Regions from separate parts of the Sus scrofa genome. Here region 2 is linked to region 1. A link is a contact called in public HiChIP or PLAC-seq data. All regions are on one chromosome and are shown on one strand. Each heading gives the region's core, a stretch centred on a gene start, on an enhancer-like site or on the middle of the called end of the contact. The rest is flanking DNA. Distances are from core to core; before and after follow the strand shown.

Region 1 (4,200 bases), core at 898-3,397:
ATTCCTATCCCTAATTAAGTCAGGATGGTACAAACCACAGCATATGGCAAAGTGCATCTTGGACATCAGCAGGAGCATTTATAAAGGTCTTAGAAGGCACAGCCTCACCTACAAACAGTGACCTAGTGTCCATTTTCCTAACAGCCATGATTTCCCAGAAATTCTAATATGTCCACATCTGAACCATGTCACCTAAATCGAATCCAGCGCTGGCCCCTTTGTCAGGTCATGGCCTTCAGGCTGGGGCTCCTGTTATTCTCTTTCCTTTCTCAGACCTGTTCTTACATCACAGGTACACTCCCTCCCTGAAGGTGTGGATGAATGAAGTGAGAGATTTCAGAAATACCCCCTCTTCAAAACAGGCCACAAGCACCCTTGCGAGGACCAGGTGATGGACAAGTGCGGATATTGTACTACGAAGGCAGCCCTTGGTGCGGATGCCACACGCAGGAGTGTGGGGACCTGGCCAAGGGGCAGACACCCCCGGGATGACAGCCACCTGGCCCAGGGCTGCTGGGAGGGGCCTTGCAGGGTAGGAGGTCCCCGGTGAGTGAGTGGATGGCAGAGGCAGATTTGTAGGGAGCTGGTGAGAATGAAGATGAGAGAGAAAAATGGGGTCAGGACTATAATAAAGTAGGCAGAGCTGAAAAGGAGCACTAAATGAAGATAAAGCCAGTGGTGAATTGGGGCCCCATCTTCAGGCCTGGGGAACTGAAGAGAGGCTGGATCCTAGATGGAGGTGGGACAGTAAAAAGGGAAGCAGCAACATGAGAGAAGGCTGGGGAATCCTATAGGAATCTTTCCAAGCGTGGAGGTGGGAAAGGCTGTGGACCAGAAGAAAAGGTCAGGCGATGCTTGTTCACTGCTTCTAAAGAGGGTCAACTTCGCATCAAAGACCAGTGTGATGTGTATCTGTCCACTTCAACCACCTGGCAAACAAGCTCCCTCCTACTGAGGTCAGACCAAGCCTGCATGTGCATGGGCCAGTAGAGGTAGGGTCCAGGAGGGATGCTCTCCTGGGGGGAGCAAGATGGCCACAGTTGGGAGCCCAGAGGCAGGGTTTCCTGAGGAGAAACTTTACTCTCCCGGCAGTAGTCACAGAAAGAAGTCTGGAGATCAGCAGGAATCCCTGAGGAAGAAGGTCAGTCAGTCATTCAACAAACATTCCCTCAGCACCTTGTGTGTCTTAAGAAAGATGCAGACTTATACAGGGACAAGAAAACAGAGGACTTGCCATTCCTCTGGGAGCAAGAGAAGAATGTTAATTTAAGTAGTTCAGTGTAGACAGATCAACTTCCAGCTTAGGCAAATGCTATAGAACTTGGCTAGACACCTGGAGAGTAAAGTCAGGGCTCCTGAACCAAATGGTGTCCAGTTCTCCCACGTCCATCCATGGCCTCCAATTTCTAGAGTTTATATACTATACCCAGAGACCCTTCTGCACCAGCTCAGAAGATGCTCAGAGATGCTCTGAGGGAGAAGACAGGCCTTGGTGAGAACAACCACAGGCCTGGGATCTGTTCCCAGCTCCTGTAGCCATGGCAGGACCAGAGCGAGGCATTCCCACCTACCTGTGCCATGACACAGAACCTGGGACAGGAGCATAGAGGGGCTCTGATGAAAGCCAAGGAATCAAGTTACCATGGCAACATGTTGTGGCCAGGACAAAGACCCTGAGATGACCTGGAGGAACCTCAGCATCCCAAGAGGCCAGAGTCCTTGGCTAGTGAAATAGGAACCCCAAGTCAAACTTGGCCTGACTCCCCAGGGGTGGGCCTGCAAGAGCCTCCCAATCCCCTCCTCTGTGCCTGCACCCTAGACCCCAATTAGTTCTTCACTATCTGACACAGGCATCCCAACCAACAGGGGAGGTAACTTTGGGAGGGACACCTGTGGAGCAGAGGGAAAAAGGGGAACATGGCCTCGCCTCCCACAGACCGGGTCAGCAGGGGGGCACCAGATGTTGAAACCCACTGCTCACACATCTGCTGATTGTGCTACGTCAGTGTCATGAAACCCCCACTCCTCCCAATCCCACCCCATTCCTAACCTCCGGTCCAGCGACTCAGGCTCTCAGCAAAGGCCTGAGCTGATGTGGAGGAGGCCCAGGGGAGGGCTGGGTTACTAATGCCGCCCAGCCGGCTGCCAGCACAAGCTGGCGTGAGGACAGGCACATTCTTCTCTGACAAGCAGCAATGAATGGTCACCGTGCTGCCTGGGCTGCAGGCCGACACCGGAGAGCCGGTTGACCTTGGACTGCACGATCCTTATCTTGAGGCTATAGCAGCAGCAACAGGAATAGGGGCTCAGGGAGGGTTGAAGCCCAATCAAAGAAGCTGCCGTCCCAGGGCCGGCCACTCCATGTGCTCCTTTGTTGCAGCCCTGCTCTCTTGTTTGAGCATGAAAAGTGCACAGACAGGAAGCAGGGGCCAGGGAGCCAGCAGGACAAAAAAGCAGGTGTCCAAACCAGGCAGAGAAGTAATGGAGGGAATTGCCAAACCGACTTCAGGCCAAGTGCTCTTTACACATTTAAAAACTTATTCCTCTGAACAGCCCTTTTATTATTTATTTATTTGTGTTTCATCTTTTTAGGGCCTCACTCGTGGCATATGGAGGTTCCCAGGCTAGGGGTCGAATGGGAGCTATAGCTGCCAGCAGATGTCACAGACACAGCAACACCAGATCCAAGCTGAGTCTATGACCTACACTGCAGCTCATGGCCACCCTGGGTCCTTAATCCACTGAGCGAGGCCAGGGATCAAACCCATGTCCTCATGGATACTAGTTAGGTTCGTTAACCACTGAGCCACGACAGGAACTCCTGAACAGCCCTTGTAGACAGAAATTCTTATTCCCATTCTCCAGATGAGAAGACCGAGGTACAGAGAAGGCAAGCAGTTTAGTCACAGTCTTGAGTTAGAGACGGGCCCAAGCCGAGATTGAACTTGAGTCTTCTGAAGTGCAGTAGAGCTTTCCCCCACACCGTGACAACGGGGTGGCAGTGTGACGTTCACAAGGGAAAGTGCCTGTGTCCCACTAGGACAAGAAGCCCCCATCTTGCCTCCGAGTGATGTGTGACCCGCAGCAAAGGCGGCAGGGATAAATGAGAGATGTGGAAGGTAAAGACTCAGCTTGTCTCTTAGTGGAAAAAGCCCACCCTAACACCTGGCTGAGGCTCTAAGCATTGCCCCCAGCCCAGCTCTGCAGAATCACTTCTGCCTGAATTTGTCCGTGTGGGCTCCCACACCCAACACACACGCACCACCAAGGAGAAGGAAGTGGGGGGGTGGGGGGTGGTTGGTCCTTGCTCAGTCTCTGGCAGGATGACATCTGTTCCCCCTGATGCTGCCAGCCCAGGTCACAAAGGGAAAGACAGGACCTCACAGCCAGGAGATACATACATTAATGATGACACCTTTGTCAAGCAAGCTCTGCTTCTTGGCGGTCATGACAAAATAGTGGGTGCAGTCCTTGTAGTAAACAATGTTCTCAAGATCAATTCCTGAAAAGAGAAGGTGGATGGGCTCAGTATTACTTCTTCGGTGCCTTCTGTGTGTCAAGAGCTCTGCTTTGCCTCGATAAAAGTCTCATTACTTACCTGCAGCATATTCATGTTTATCAGACATACTGGTGGGGCAAAGATAAAACCTCACCCAAGTCAACATAGCTAGCTTTCACAGTCCCACAAAGTTACGATTCCTTTTCTTTTTTCTTTCCTTTTTTTTTTTTTGGTCTTTTTAGGGCCACACCTGAGGCATATGGAAGTTTCCAGGCTAGAGGTGGAATCAGAGCTGTGGAACTGGCCTACACTACAGCCACAGCAACGTCAGATCCAAGCCAATTCTGCAAGCTACACCACGGCTCACAGCAACGCTGGGTTCTTAACCCACTGAGCGAGGCCGGGGATTGAACCTGTGTCCTCATGGATGCTCGTCAGATTGGTTTCCGCTGAGCCAGGACAGGAACTCCCTACTCCTTTTCTTTTTAAAGGGAGATATAATATTGTGTAAGTTTAAGGTGTACAACATGTTGATTTGATACATAAGTGTATTGCAATATGATTAAGCCACTATTTCTTTTAAAAGTCATAAGGCCCTTCAGGGCTGTGGACCAGTATTTCGAGTCAGAGTTGAGTACATGCTGCAAGGAGGCACAGTGCTGTCTGTGGCATAGCAGCTAAGTGGCGACAGAATTAGGATC
Region 2 (4,200 bases), core at 684-3,183, 110 kb after region 1:
ATTTTTCCACATCTCTTTGTGCTATACCTCTGCCCAGCTCTGCCTTTGGAAATCCTTCCTATCTTCCAAGACCCATCTCCATGACCAAGTGTCACCTCCTCCAGGAAGTTCCCTTGATTCCCCAACATCGAGTGGCTGTCAAAAGCATATTCCAAACACTCATCCTGATGTGTGTGTGGGCATCGATGAGCCTAAGGCACCTCCTTCCACGAGTTCGACGAAGGTTCTGCTCCTCTCACTCAGCACAGCACCCCACCCCACCCCATGCAGCAGCTCTGTCCCATGAGCTAAGGAGCCTAGGTCACAGTGCTCCATGCTGGGCCTGACAGCACCCTATTTACAGTCCTTTCTGACTCCCTCCCTCCACCTATTTCCAGCTGACTCATCTCTCTCATCACCCATCCTCTCAAAGTTCAGCTCAGCTGATAGCTAACTGGAGATAAACAAATTGTCCACAGGGTACTCTTCCTAGTTAAAGTCTATATTTTTAGCAAAGGCCCTCTGGAGACAAGGCCTGAAAACAGAGGTGGGAATTTAGGCCCCAGAGCTCTGGGGGAGGTTTTTTTTGGTTTTTTTTTTTTTTTTTTTTTTTTGTCTTTTTGCCATTTCTAGGGCTGCTCCTGCAGCATATGGAGGTTCCCAGGCTAGGGGTCTAATCGGAGCTGTAGCCGCCGGCCTACACCAGGGCCACAGCAGCCACAGCAACACGGGATCCGAGCCAAGTCTGCAACCTACACCACAGCTCAGAGCAACGCTGGATCCTTAACCCACTGAGCGAGGCCAGGGATCAAACCCGCAACCTCATGGTTCCTAGTTGGATTTGTTAACCGCTCAGCCATGATGGGAACTCCTGGGGGAGGTATTTTTGATCAGCAAAGATATTGCGCCAAACCAGTGTGCAAGCCAACGCTACCAGGGCATATAGCCTAAATTCAAATCATGAGAGAGCTGCTAGAAAGAGGGGGCATGGCTTGGTGCTCCAAACAGAAAGGATATCTACAAGTAAGACTGCCATAGCCTGGCAAAACGAAGGATGAAGAACAGACTTGACTCTGTCCTGGTTAGGTGACCTTGAGCCAAGAACCACAATTACCCTGACCTCTGCTCTGAATCAAAAAGCCTCTGAGCCTCAATAGGTTAAAAAACCAAGGTGGCAGGAGTGAAAACTAGAGGATTCCAGAGGGCCCTTCCAAGCTCACATCCCAAGATTCTGTGACTCATGGCCTCCACCTCTTCCTCCTTCCTGGGAGGTCAGTATCATTTGAAAACACCCGAATTCTGCTCCTTCCTCACCTGGAGCCCCAAAGGGGACAGGGAAAGCGAAAGATCTCCTAGCCAATCAGCAGGCCACATGCAGGGGGCTGGACTCTCCCAGTGCAGATGGAAGGAAGCAGCAGAAGGAGGAGAAGATGTTGGTTTCTATGGACACAGAAATGCTACTCACACTTTACCCCGTTGGTCCCAGCCCAGAAAAAGAGTCAGCTGATTGCCTTCCCTTCCCTGACCTATCTTTTGAAGCGATTACAACTGCCTGCCAAATTTAAGCGCTGCCCTAAAATCAGGACATATAAGGTCTCCCAGCCTGGATCTGAAGGGTTTCAAAACGGGTAAGAATGAGTGCAATGAAGAATGAAAGTTGGAGTCCATCTAGGCCGTAGTGTGCAGCCCTGCTGGTTAAAGATCTTTAAAAATAGCCTCTCTCTTCTCTCACGCTGAAGATAAAGACGACCTTTTGGCAATCAACAGACCTCTGCTAGAGCTTCGGAAGAGATTACAGCACAAACACCCCCGAGAGCAGCCACAAACAGCCCAGAGCTCTCTCCAGGCTCCGCAGCTTCCCATTCACCACTGGAAAGGTTAGGGACAGAGAAGAGGAGGTGGTGTTTGCAGGCTGAGGAGGACACAGCAGGAAGAGGTACGGAGGGGAGAGCCCAGCTTGGCAGAAGAGAGAGAACTGGCTGCCTTCTGCAGGGAAATAAAAGCTCCCGGATCCACCAAGAAAATTTCAGGGAGTCATCCAGAGGATTCCGTGCCAGTGTCTCTCATTCTGAAAATGGGTCACTCCTTAAAAGTGGAAAAAAACTGACATTTTGGAGTGCCGAACTAAGTGGGGCACTTCACTTTTTTTTTTTTTTTTTTTTTTTTTTTGGTCTTTTTAGAGCCGCATCTGCAGCATATGGAGGTTTCCAGGCTAGGGGTCCAATCGGAGTCACAGCTGCTAGCCTACACCACAGCCACAGCAACATCAGATCCAAGGTGCGTCTGCGACCTACACCACAGCTCACAGATCCTTAACCCACTGAACGAGGCCAGGGATTGAACCTGCGTCCTCATGGATAGATTCATTTCTGCTGACGACGATGGGAACGCCCCACAAATATTTTAATTTCAGCTCAACATCCATTCCTTGAGGTCGGTGTGATTACCTCCTTTTGACAGACTGAAATACTAGGGTACCTTGACACCCAAGGCCACATGCCTAGGATCCAAATCCAGATCTGTCCTAGCACATTGGTTTGTCTTTGCCTATGTCACCTGCATCCAGAACACACCCCTGAGGTTTATTCTCAGTGCCGGGCTCTCCACACCCATCAATCTAACAGCCAGAGAGTCCTAAAGAGGAGAGCGGGGGGAAGCACGGTGTAGGGGCAGTGGCGAAGCCACGCGTGGTGAATTCAGGAAACTGCAGAGTCTCGGCAGCCCTGCGGGTCCTATTGCCTCCCATCCTGGTGGTTTCCCTACAGGCCTGAAGAGGGGCGAGAGGGAAAACAGGCACAAATACATGCCTAGACTCTGTCTGGATGGAGCCACAGGAGACTGGGAACAGCAGGTGCCACGGAGGAAGAGAAATAAGGGCTGGCGGACAGGAAGAAGAGAGACTTGATTTTCACTGATTTCCCTTTGTATGAGTGAATATGGTACCATGTGTGTGTCAGGGAGGGGTGAGTAGCACCATTTGTGGGGAGTGGAGAGTGAGTACGATCACCAGTGTGTGTGTGTGTGTGTGTGTGTGGTGTACGTGGAGAGGGGAGGGGAGTACCATCATCCATGCCCATGTGTAGGGGTGGGTGAGTCACTTTTAACAGAGTCCAAGATGTCAGGTACAAGGTAACAGACACACCCAAGCTGGAGATAGCAACCGGGACCAAGCAGGAAGTCTTGGGTCCCCTGGTGGCAGCAGGCCTGGACTCTAGAAGAAGCCAAGACGTCATCCAGAGCCTCCTCCTCCTTCCTTGACAAAAGCAAGGCTCTGCAGCCCCAAGAAGATGGCAAGAAGCTCTCTGAGCATGAATGCCATGGTCCCCAAAGCTGCAACCAGTTGCACAAGCCCCATGATACATTCCTCGAGGAAAGAGATGGACTGAATTCTCTCTTGTCAGTCTGGAGCAAGGCCTCCCAGATTCCCCTGCTTATTCCTCTAGTGTGGCCCTTTCATCAGCTATAGGATTTCTCACTCCTCCAACCAGGGAGCTCCAGATGCTTATCACATTTGCATCAAGTTATGCAAAAACCCAGCTGTCCAGACCCAAGGAGCCATCAGTGCCCCGACTCTCCAGCAGCCATGCACACTTTCTCTCTCTCCCCCGACCCCAATGCTGCTCCCTTGGGATGGACAGCTGTCCCACAGAGGGCCTAGCAGGTCTGCCAGGCTCCAGCAGCCTCAGGTCACCCTGCTCCAGGGAGCAGCTCTCCTTAGTGACCAAAATGTCCAAGTGACTTTTTCCCAGGCACTTCTTCATCCTCCCCTCCACTTCATTCTCCTGGCCCAGGGCACAAGTTAAACTCTGAGCTTCTGCAAATCTTTACCAGACACAGTCAGTACTCAGATCAGTAGCCAAGGCCAGCCATTCAGAGTCACCAGAGCCAAGAAGCAGTTTCCGCATCTTCATACATTGATATTTCAGGGCAGGACGAGATGTTCTTAGACTCCCACTCCTGTCTCTGGCCTGGCTGGGCTTCTGCACTTGGGTGTGTCAGGAGCTCAGGCCTACAAACGTCCCACAAACCTGCTATGGTGGCAGCTCAGGAACCAGGAGTCACCAGCCGATACCTTGCCATCCTGTCTTGCTGCCAGCAGAAAGGACTCGGGTGCTGGACATTCCCCACTGGCCGGGAAGGGGAAAACCTGGGCCCCAGACCAGCAGGAGACAAGTCTGTGTTCCCGGGCCTGGCTCAACTTCCTTATTCCCCAAAGACAAA

What was found. HiChIP or PLAC-seq counts read pairs in DNA pulled down with a chosen protein or histone mark.
Region 2: a contact with region 1 is called in an H3K27ac HiChIP or PLAC-seq map of skeletal muscle. The contact joins two enhancer-like sites. A contact is called at or near these places in 1 of 5 promoter capture datasets (liver), 1 of 47 Hi-C or Micro-C datasets (heart right ventricle) and 2 of 2 datasets of contacts at active chromatin or transcription factors (alveolar macrophages and skeletal muscle).

What each region holds. Positions count from the first base shown.
Region 1 is chr2:47,179,029-47,183,228 of Sscrofa11.1, forward strand. MICAL2 (F-actin-methionine sulfoxide oxidase MICAL2) reads right to left here. Exons shown (of 38, transcript XM_021083313.1): 9 at 3,402-3,502. Among named protein-coding and RNA genes, the nearest start is that of MICAL2, 120 kb to the right of the region's middle. Within about 2 kb of position 2,148, at least 18 of the 83 cell types and tissues checked have an H3K27ac peak or open chromatin away from gene starts, as enhancers often do. A contact at or near this core is called in skeletal muscle, where this site is marked.
Region 2 is chr2:47,291,723-47,295,922 of Sscrofa11.1, forward strand. All of the region lies in intron 1 of MICAL2 (F-actin-methionine sulfoxide oxidase MICAL2), which reads right to left. Among named protein-coding and RNA genes, the nearest start is that of MICAL2, 8.3 kb to the right of the region's middle. Within about 2 kb of position 1,934, at least 22 of the 83 cell types and tissues checked have an H3K27ac peak or open chromatin away from gene starts, as enhancers often do. A contact at or near this core is called in skeletal muscle, where this site is marked.